Linked DNA regions of Zea mays: region 1 is linked to region 2. The links are chromatin contacts, called in public Hi-C maps. All regions are on one chromosome and are shown on one strand. The core of a region is the stretch at or near the end of the contact, and the rest is flanking DNA. Distances in the headings are between cores, read along the strand shown.

Region 1 (4,375 bases), core at 247-2,746, 230 kb after region 2:
GAATTCTAGTTTATTCTATATTAGGAGATATATAAAATCTATCATTTTTATTCTTTACATTAGATTTTATTTTTATATCTTTCACCCTAGAATAAATTAGAAGTTAAAATTTGATATATTAATGTTATATATATAAAGAATTGTAATTTTATAATTTTAGACGAGAAAATTTATTATACATTGGTTGTTGTTGCAATGCACTAATGGGTTGTTGTACGGTTGTCCTTGGTCGTAGATGCGACTATGTTTTTACCACTAATTTGTAAAGTTTGCATGTATGTTTCTTCTTTTTTTAAATAAATAGTTAGTTTGTCCCTATTTGTATTTAACAATGTAACTCAATCCACAAAAGACGGTCATACTCTTGTAACAATTATTTGTAAATTTGCCCCTACTTTAAAACGAATTTTTGAAATGTAATTGGGGTACAAAATCTAAGCATAAAATTTCTAAAAAAACAATTTAATATTTGAATTTAAAAATATTTATAAATTGATAAAAGTAAATTAGATTTGATATTAAATTTTGAGAAAACCAACAATATTTTATTTTTTTATTTTGAAAATATTCTAACCCTTATAGTGTATTTTAAACATTATAAATGCAACATTGTCAAATTTATCAAAATTAAATGCCAAATTCATTTTTATATTCCAAGTTTAAATATTGATTTTAAAGATGTATAGTTAGATTTATTTTATAATTATATTTCAAATTTTAATATATATTAAAGTGAGGGTAAATTTACGAACGGATGATAAAAAAATGAATAGTAGTGCAAAGGTATAAATGTCATTTTGCAAGATAAGTTACCATCCGGTAACAGAATATAGACAAACTATCTATTTGTTTAAAAAGACATATACGATAAAAGCGGAGCTGCACCCTGAGAAGAGGTCACCATGTAGAGGTGGAAATGAGCCGAGTCGAGCTTAGCTCGCTCATCTGATGAGTTTGAAAAAGCGGTTCAGCTCAGCTCAGCTCGCTATTAGCTCGCGAGTCGGCTCATCGAACCAACGAGCCTAGCCATAAAGTTCTCTAAATTATAATCTAAAATCTTAAAAATATTTTAAATAACATATTTTAAATTAGTAAAATCGATATATTACTAATATAATATTGAAAATAGATTAATTTTGTATAGTAATATCAAATAACATGAATTAATTATCTATTCAGTACTAATATTATATGCTAATTAGGATTATATATAATAAATTGTTGTTGGGTTGAGTCACAAGCCAGCTCGAGCCGAGCCCAACTCGCTCGCTCTTTTCACGAGCCACAAAAACAGACTCAGCTCAAACTCGTTCTATGCGTCGAGCCAGGCCAAACCGAGCTGAGCTACTGCGAGCTTGAGTAATTCCCTCGAAACAAAAACGCGGCAAATAAACGAAGCCACAGTGCCACACACGCCAAGCGCGAGCAGAGCAGCCCCGTCTGCGTCGTCGCTCAGTAGAGACGCGCCGGCTGGTCGCTGGAGCCAGGTGAGCTGCCGCTGCGCGGTTGCGCGTGGGAAAGGCGCGCCATCATGTGACGTCGCGGGCGCTTGCACGAGGCCCCCTCCCCGCACCACAGCCCCAGTGCTACTCCGTCACCGTCAGCCCGACGCCCCGCCAGACCACCCTCTTCTGCCTCTCCATAATAAAATCTCCCTCCCTCCTCTCTTCTCTCTCTCTCCTTCTCTGCGCTCGTGTAATTCTCTTCAGCTGGGATGCAAGGTGATTTCCTTCCTCTGTTTTCTTCTCCGCCTCTGTTTCGTTGCCAAGATTCCTCTCAGCGTCGTATGCTCTCTGCCATGGCCCCATCCCATGGCGGCAATTCTTCTCTTGTTTTGCTCGTTTCGCTGTGCAGCTACGTATTATTATTAGGCTATAGGCATGCATGTACGCTGGGTTTTGAGGGCGTGTTGTTGATTCCGACTGCTGATTCGAGGGTTTTGAGGTTTCTGCCATTGATGCCCTCGGCTAAGCAGTTGCTGTTCGGTTCACTCAGATCTGTACTCCTGTCCTTTCCTGTTTGTTGTGTACCACCCACGGCTCATGTTGCTGGTCACCGAATGCTGCATGAATTCAGTGGGGTCTGAGGCCCGTCCTGCTGGAGCTCTCGACTGCTCTTCGATCGGGTTTTGGTCTGCTCTCCTGATACTGTTCGCGTTTTCTCTCAGACCAGGTTTTGGCCACTGGAATCTCTCTCTGCGTCTCCGACGAAGGTGTGCGAGACAATGATCTGAGGCATAAAGATTCTTCTGAAACCTAAATCATCACTACCTCTTTTTTTTTTCAAAACCAAAGAGAAGAATCTTTATACCTTCTCCATTTCCTGCAAGCGTCAGCATGCATATTTTAACTAGTAAACTTTGTCCATGGCATGTGTCGGTAGGTAGCCCAATTCAGTGCTCTGCTCCTGTTTCCAAATAGGCTGCTTCATATTTTTTTTTCACACTTCCAAAGATTTTTAGGGGGAACAAGTGCTACGTAGAATACTACTCTACTCTAGATTTTTCTTTTGAGACATTGAAATTTAACATGATTCTTCTTTTTTTTGGTCCTGCAATCAGCATATTTTTTTGCATGATCTGTACAAGCATCCCCATGTAAGACGATTTCATAGTTTTCGGGGATGCCAACAAGTTTTGGCTCAAGTGAACCGATTCTCATGGCCCTGGTGTTATTTTGCGCGGCTATTGGAGTCAGCTGTATCGTCGAGTCAACTGAATCGCTCTTCCTATTGTCTTAGAAAATTTGCTCAAAGGTATGAGCTCTGACCCAGCTGTTCGTAGGCATACGTATGACCTGAACCAGCCTAAACTATGTACAGTACTTCTGTAAGGTCTGTACGGGCCGGCGTCATCACTGAGTGATTCTTGAATAATCACGCATTAAGTTACTTGACATCCATCCCATATCGTTTTCTCAAAATTGTTTGCATAGCGCCACAACCAACCTATCTAAGGATTGATAGCCTGGAAAGTCAACTTGTTCTGCCGAGATGTCAACGTATATGTATTCTCTGAAGAACATGAGATTTTAACATACCTATGTGTTGCACAAATTCTTGGTCCCAATCATGTAATCATGGTGGTCTTAAATGATTTTATTGTCTCAAGTCTCATGTTTGTGCTTGGCATCTTTTTCTTCTCCGTTCATCAAACTAGCTCTAACACCCAAGGCAAAAGGTTAATTATTGGAAAAATAAAAGGCACCTATCAGACACAGGCAGAATAGTTAGGCAACTTGTCGTTTTTACTTTGTTTATTTACCTTCAATTATTAGTGTGTCCATGGTCTTTCTGGTCTGCAACAAAATGTAGATCTATTTGAAGAAGAAAAAAATATCCCGGTCAACTTTGTTCATAATTATGATTGGTTGTATGTTTACTGACGCCACCATAATGAATCAGTTCTTCTGAAGCGCAGTAAATAGAGGTCTTCGTTACGTGGTTCTGTTGTTGAATTCAATTACATGGGCGTGGTGGATGGCGTCAAACTGTGAACACTAGTACATAATATAAACCATTCTTAGTTAATTATCCCAAGAAAAGGATGTCATGAGATAGTAACTATACTGTCGTGAAATTTTCGCATACCAAACGGTGCCTACGCGTTTTTTTTTCTTCTAGAACAGAATCTGAACTGTTTTTCTACTCCTTTTTGCAGTACTGCAGTCTGAAGAATTCAGTGGCACCACCTCTGCTTCTTATTGATGATAAACTGTCAGTGAACATAAGTCACCATCTCCTGGATCACAGTTTTTGTACTGGAGCAAGACAGTAATGGACCGGGCAGACACATCTGGCTTTGTTAGCGGTGGATCAGATGGTACTTCACTGCTGCTGATATTCTTTCACTTCGTCTACTCGACTCTGCACGTATAAGAGATCAGTAAACCACCTTCACTGTATTTTTCAAGTACGTAGCCTAGATGAATACCATGGATGATTCTGCAGTGTCAATTGGTTTCTCGGTGACGAACTACACAACAGGTAGCCATGGTCAGAGTCAGGTAACATTAGGCATAGACCAGCTGGGTTCAGCAGTGAACAATAGCAGCGGCCATGGCCGCAGAGGTTTTCAGAGGTCGATTCATGCGCCTGCTCAAGATGATGGATGCAGGCTAGTCCTCGGACTGGGTCCGACGCCCGCCCCAGACGTTAACTCTTGTGATTGTGATCAGCAGCCTGCCGGAGCAGACAAGTCGAGACCACCTGTAACTTTGTTTGGCCAGAGCTTCTCCTTCGCTGATCCAGGGGCGCTCAGCCTTGGAATTCATCGGGGGCGTGATAATGCTGGAGCAACTAAACACTTGGGCGTGCCCGTGCCTGCCGGAACCGTCATCTCCTTTTCCACTGTTGACGAGGGCTCCACGTCTGCCAG
Region 2 (4,127 bases), core at 1,499-3,998:
CCTAGAAAGCGAGCGGCCCCGCTCAGGCGAATCGACCTTCTGGTTACCTTCGGGACGCCAGCCAACTTCAGGACTGAGACCCTCACCTTCAAAGTGGTCGGATTTCAGGGGACTTATCACACCATTCTTGGGTGATGGTGTTACACGAAGTTCATGGCCATCCCCAACTACACTTACCTGATGCTCAAAATGTTGGGCCCTGCAGGCACCATTACCGTGGGCAGCACTGTACTCCACGAGTATGAATGCAAGGTTGAGTGCTACGACCTAGCTGAGGGAACCACCGCCAAGCAGGAGCTCTCAAGGGTACTGCAGGCCACGGACGAGCAACTGATCGACGTGAAAAGGACAGGTGCGACCTTCAAGCCAATGAACGATGTAAAGGAGATACCCTTGGACCCTTAGTGCATTGATGGGCAGGTGATACGCATTGGCTCCAGCCTTCCTTCAAAAATAGAAAAGCACGCTCGTTGACTTCCTCCTTACAGAAAAGGACATTTTTGCCTGGAAACCCTCTAACATGAAGGACATTATGAGGGAAGTCGTTGAGCATTCTTTACAAATAAACCCTGGGTCAAACCGTGTGAAACAGCGGCTGCGCCGCTTTGACGATGGGAAACGCAAGGCCATTGGGGAGGAGATCGGCAAGCTCCTCGCTGCCAGATTCATCTGAGAAATCAACCACCCTGAATGCCTGGCAAACCCTGTATTGGTCCAAAAATAAAGCAAGAAATAGAGGATTTGTGTCAATTACACTAGCTTGAACAAGGCATGCCCAAAGGATATGTTCCCCCTCCCGCGTATCGAGTAGGTGGTTGATTCAACATCTGGTTGTGAGGCTTTGAGCTTCCTCGATGCCTACTCACGCTACCATCAGATCGCGATGAAGGAATCCGACCATCCCACGACATCCTTCATCACCCCTTTCGGCTCGTACTGTTATGTAACAATGTCGTTCGGTATGAAGAACGCAGGGGCCACATACCAACGATGTATGGTCAAATGTTTCGGTGATTTGATCGGAAGGACTATGGAGGCATACGTCGACGACATCATGGTCAATACTCGACAGATTGAGAGCTTTATCCATGACCTAAGAGAGGCATTTGACAAGCTAAAAACCAACGATATCAAGATAAACATGAAAAAGTGTGACTTCGGCATTCCTGGTGGCATGATGCTTTGTTTCTTGGTTTCCAAGCGAGGAATCGAAGCCTACCTGGAAAAGGTTTTCGCCATCACAAACATGGAGCTCATACGAGACCTCAAAGGTGTCCAATGGGTTATGGGGTGCTTGGCTTCCCTCAACCGCTTCGTGTCATGCCTCGGCAAGCGCGGGTTACCACTCTACAAGCTACTGAGGAAAGTCGACCGCTTCGAGTGGTCGGTGGAGGCACATGAGGCGCTTGACAGTCTCAAAAGCCTTTTTACTCGAGCCCCCTTCCTGGTCCCACTGAAGGACAAGGATCCACTCCTACTCTACGTCGTGGGGACAGCCCAGGTGGTCAGCTTAGTGCTCGTCGTGGAGAGGCAGGAAGGAGAAGGCACGCGCCTGCTTCAGCATCCTATATACTTCATAAGTGAAGTCCTCACCGGCACAAAAAATCACTATCCCCCAGGTACTAAAATTATTGTACGTCGTTCTGATCACTAAAAAGAAGCTTAGGCATTACTTCAAGTTGCATCCTATTACCATGGTGACTCCGTTCCCCCTGGGCGACGTGACCCGCAATCCAGACATTTCTGGGAGAATCACCAAGTGGGCTCTTGAATTGATGGGATATGGGATCTCCTACACCCCACGGGCGACAATTAAATCACAAGTCCTTGCTGGCTTTGTCGCGCAGTGGACCGAGAACCAATTAGAGCCGACACCACCGAGAAATGTTGGATCATACATTTTGATGGATCAATGACAAAGGGGGAGCTAGTGGCGGGCCTTGTTTTTACATTGCCCTAGGGGAGCGCCTGTGGTACATTGTGCGACTCCACTTTAAAGCTTCTAATAATGTGGTCGAGTACAAATCCCTTGTAAATGGGCTACACATTTGTTGTGGAGCTGGGTGTCCGACGTTTGAACGTGCTCGAGTTTGAGAAGAGCAAGATGGGAGAGCTCAACTTCTTCCTTAGGCTGCAAATCAAGCAGACCCAAGACGATGGTAACACCCCATAATCGTATTTTGGGGTTTATAAAAAAAATATTCTTCCAAGATCTAAATAAATGTGGTTTCTAATAAAAAATTAAATGAAAAGATCCTCATATGAATTAATAGTTTCATTGAATTATATATTCAGAAGTATTCTCCACAAGATTTAAATTAAATCGTATAAGATCATACATTAGAAACTATCTTATGTTAAAATAGGTAATGAACATTTATTTTTAATGAACTTTAATTTTACTAGACATTCAAAATAATATTGTATTAAAAAGAGAATAATGTGTGTTGTGTATTTGAAACATTAACCAAAACAATGAATAGAATAATTAGCAAATAAAGAGATAAAATGAACCTTGCATATCATGCTTAGATTTCCTGCTTGCTGCATTCATGTTCAAATTTGCTAGTTCAAGCTCAGATTTGAAATTGAAGATTTGGAGTTTAAATGAAAAAGGAAACTGGAATGGTAAAGAAAACAGGAAAAAGAAAATGCCATTTTTTTCTCGCCTGGCTGAAACCCTGCCCCGGCCCATTACCTTTCCTCTTTTTCACCCACGCGGCCCAGCTCCTTTCTCCACCTACGCAGCACCACGCGCTGAAGAGTGTAGCCACCTCGTCAGGTCTTTTCCCATAAACACTTTGAGCTGGTTGTAACAAACTCGAGCACGTACGACCGCCCCTAATGAATTTCTGTTAAGATTCGACTGGCAATTCCTGAGTATAAATAGGGAGCCTTGGGCACCCCTATAGTCCATCCAATCTAGGCGAAGGTGGGGAATAACCATAGACAGCGAGCTCGCAGAGATCAGAGAGAGAGATGACGGAACTGTCGCCATCAATCCAAGTCTGCACTGTCACTTCGACCTCAGCGTGGTGTTTAGGAGGTCTCCAGGGTTCGCAGGCCAGGGGTAAAAACGGGTCGGATATACCCGTCGGGTACCGGATACGGATAGTGTAAATAACCATTTTTTGGGTACGGATTTGAATATTTTTATATTCTGGACGGATACAGGTAATACCCGGATAGTGCAGCTTCGGAGTCGGGTCGGATACTGAGCGAGTAATATCCGGTAAATACCCGGATATTCGGGTCAGATACGGGTACTCGGAATTCGGGTACCCATTTTTTCTTTTTCTGCAAAATAATATAGTTATAAAATCAGAACTTTTACATATGAAATCGGATGAATATAAAGTTTATATAAAAATTGTAGAGCTCAAAGAGATCTATAACTTTATAGTGCATCACATTTTTGTTTAAACATATCTTTAGGCCAAAATCATTGAAATAATGTCTAAATTTATATCAGAATAATAGACTACCATTTTCATGCGGGGACTTAAGATTATCTCCGTGTGAACTTAATATTATCTTTTTATAAACTATTTATTAATATTGGTAACTTATTTGTAATTTTCGGTCGACGCTACAATATTTTTATGAATTTAATTGTATTTTGATGATTTTTCTAAACAATAAATTAATAATACACCAAATAGCCTAAAAATTCATGAATTCATAAATTAATAATACACAACATATATCCACATATAGTTCTCAAAAATATTTGGACTATAAAATCCACAAGATGTTGGTGTTTCTTCCATTCCACTCCCACGTATTGCGTGAGTTACACGTGAAATTATTTTATGTATCGAAGCTTCAACATAATCAATATTTCATTTAACATTTTCATGTGGGACTTGAGGTTATATTTGAATAGAATGTTTATTTGTTGTGGTAAGTTTTTTGCAATTTTGGGTCAAAACTAGTGTATTTTATAAATTTTATATATATTTTGATGATTTTATGTAGAAAAAAATTAATAATGTACAAATAACCTCAGAAATCCATGAAATTATACGAAGTTACAACATATGGCCACATATAGTCATCAAAAATAATGAGACCATAAAATGCACAGGATGTCAACGTTTCTTCTATTTTATTTCCACTTATTGCGT

The links. Hi-C and Micro-C count contacts between places; a contact is called where the count stands out from the background.
Region 1: a Hi-C map of tassel shows a contact between it and region 2, with 4 times the contacts expected there. The contact joins the promoter of LOC103653668 here to the enhancer-like site in region 2. A contact is called at or near these places in 3 of 25 Hi-C or Micro-C datasets (ear, leaf and tassel) and 1 of 3 datasets of contacts at active chromatin or transcription factors (leaf).

Annotation. Positions count from the first base shown.
Region 1 is chr4:129,802,938-129,807,312 of Zm-B73-REFERENCE-NAM-5.0, forward strand. It overlaps LOC103653668, which reads left to right and starts at 1,497. Exons shown (of 2, transcript XM_008680501.4): 1 at 1,497-1,721; 2 at 3,659-4,375. The coding sequence starts at 3,924.
Region 2 is chr4:129,575,168-129,579,294 of Zm-B73-REFERENCE-NAM-5.0, forward strand. No RefSeq gene overlaps it. Among protein-coding and RNA genes, the nearest start is that of LOC542670, 61 kb to the left of the region's middle. Within about 2 kb of position 2,749, at least 13 of the 20 cell types and tissues checked have an H3K27ac peak or open chromatin away from gene starts, as enhancers often do. A contact at or near this core is called in ear, leaf and tassel, where this site is marked.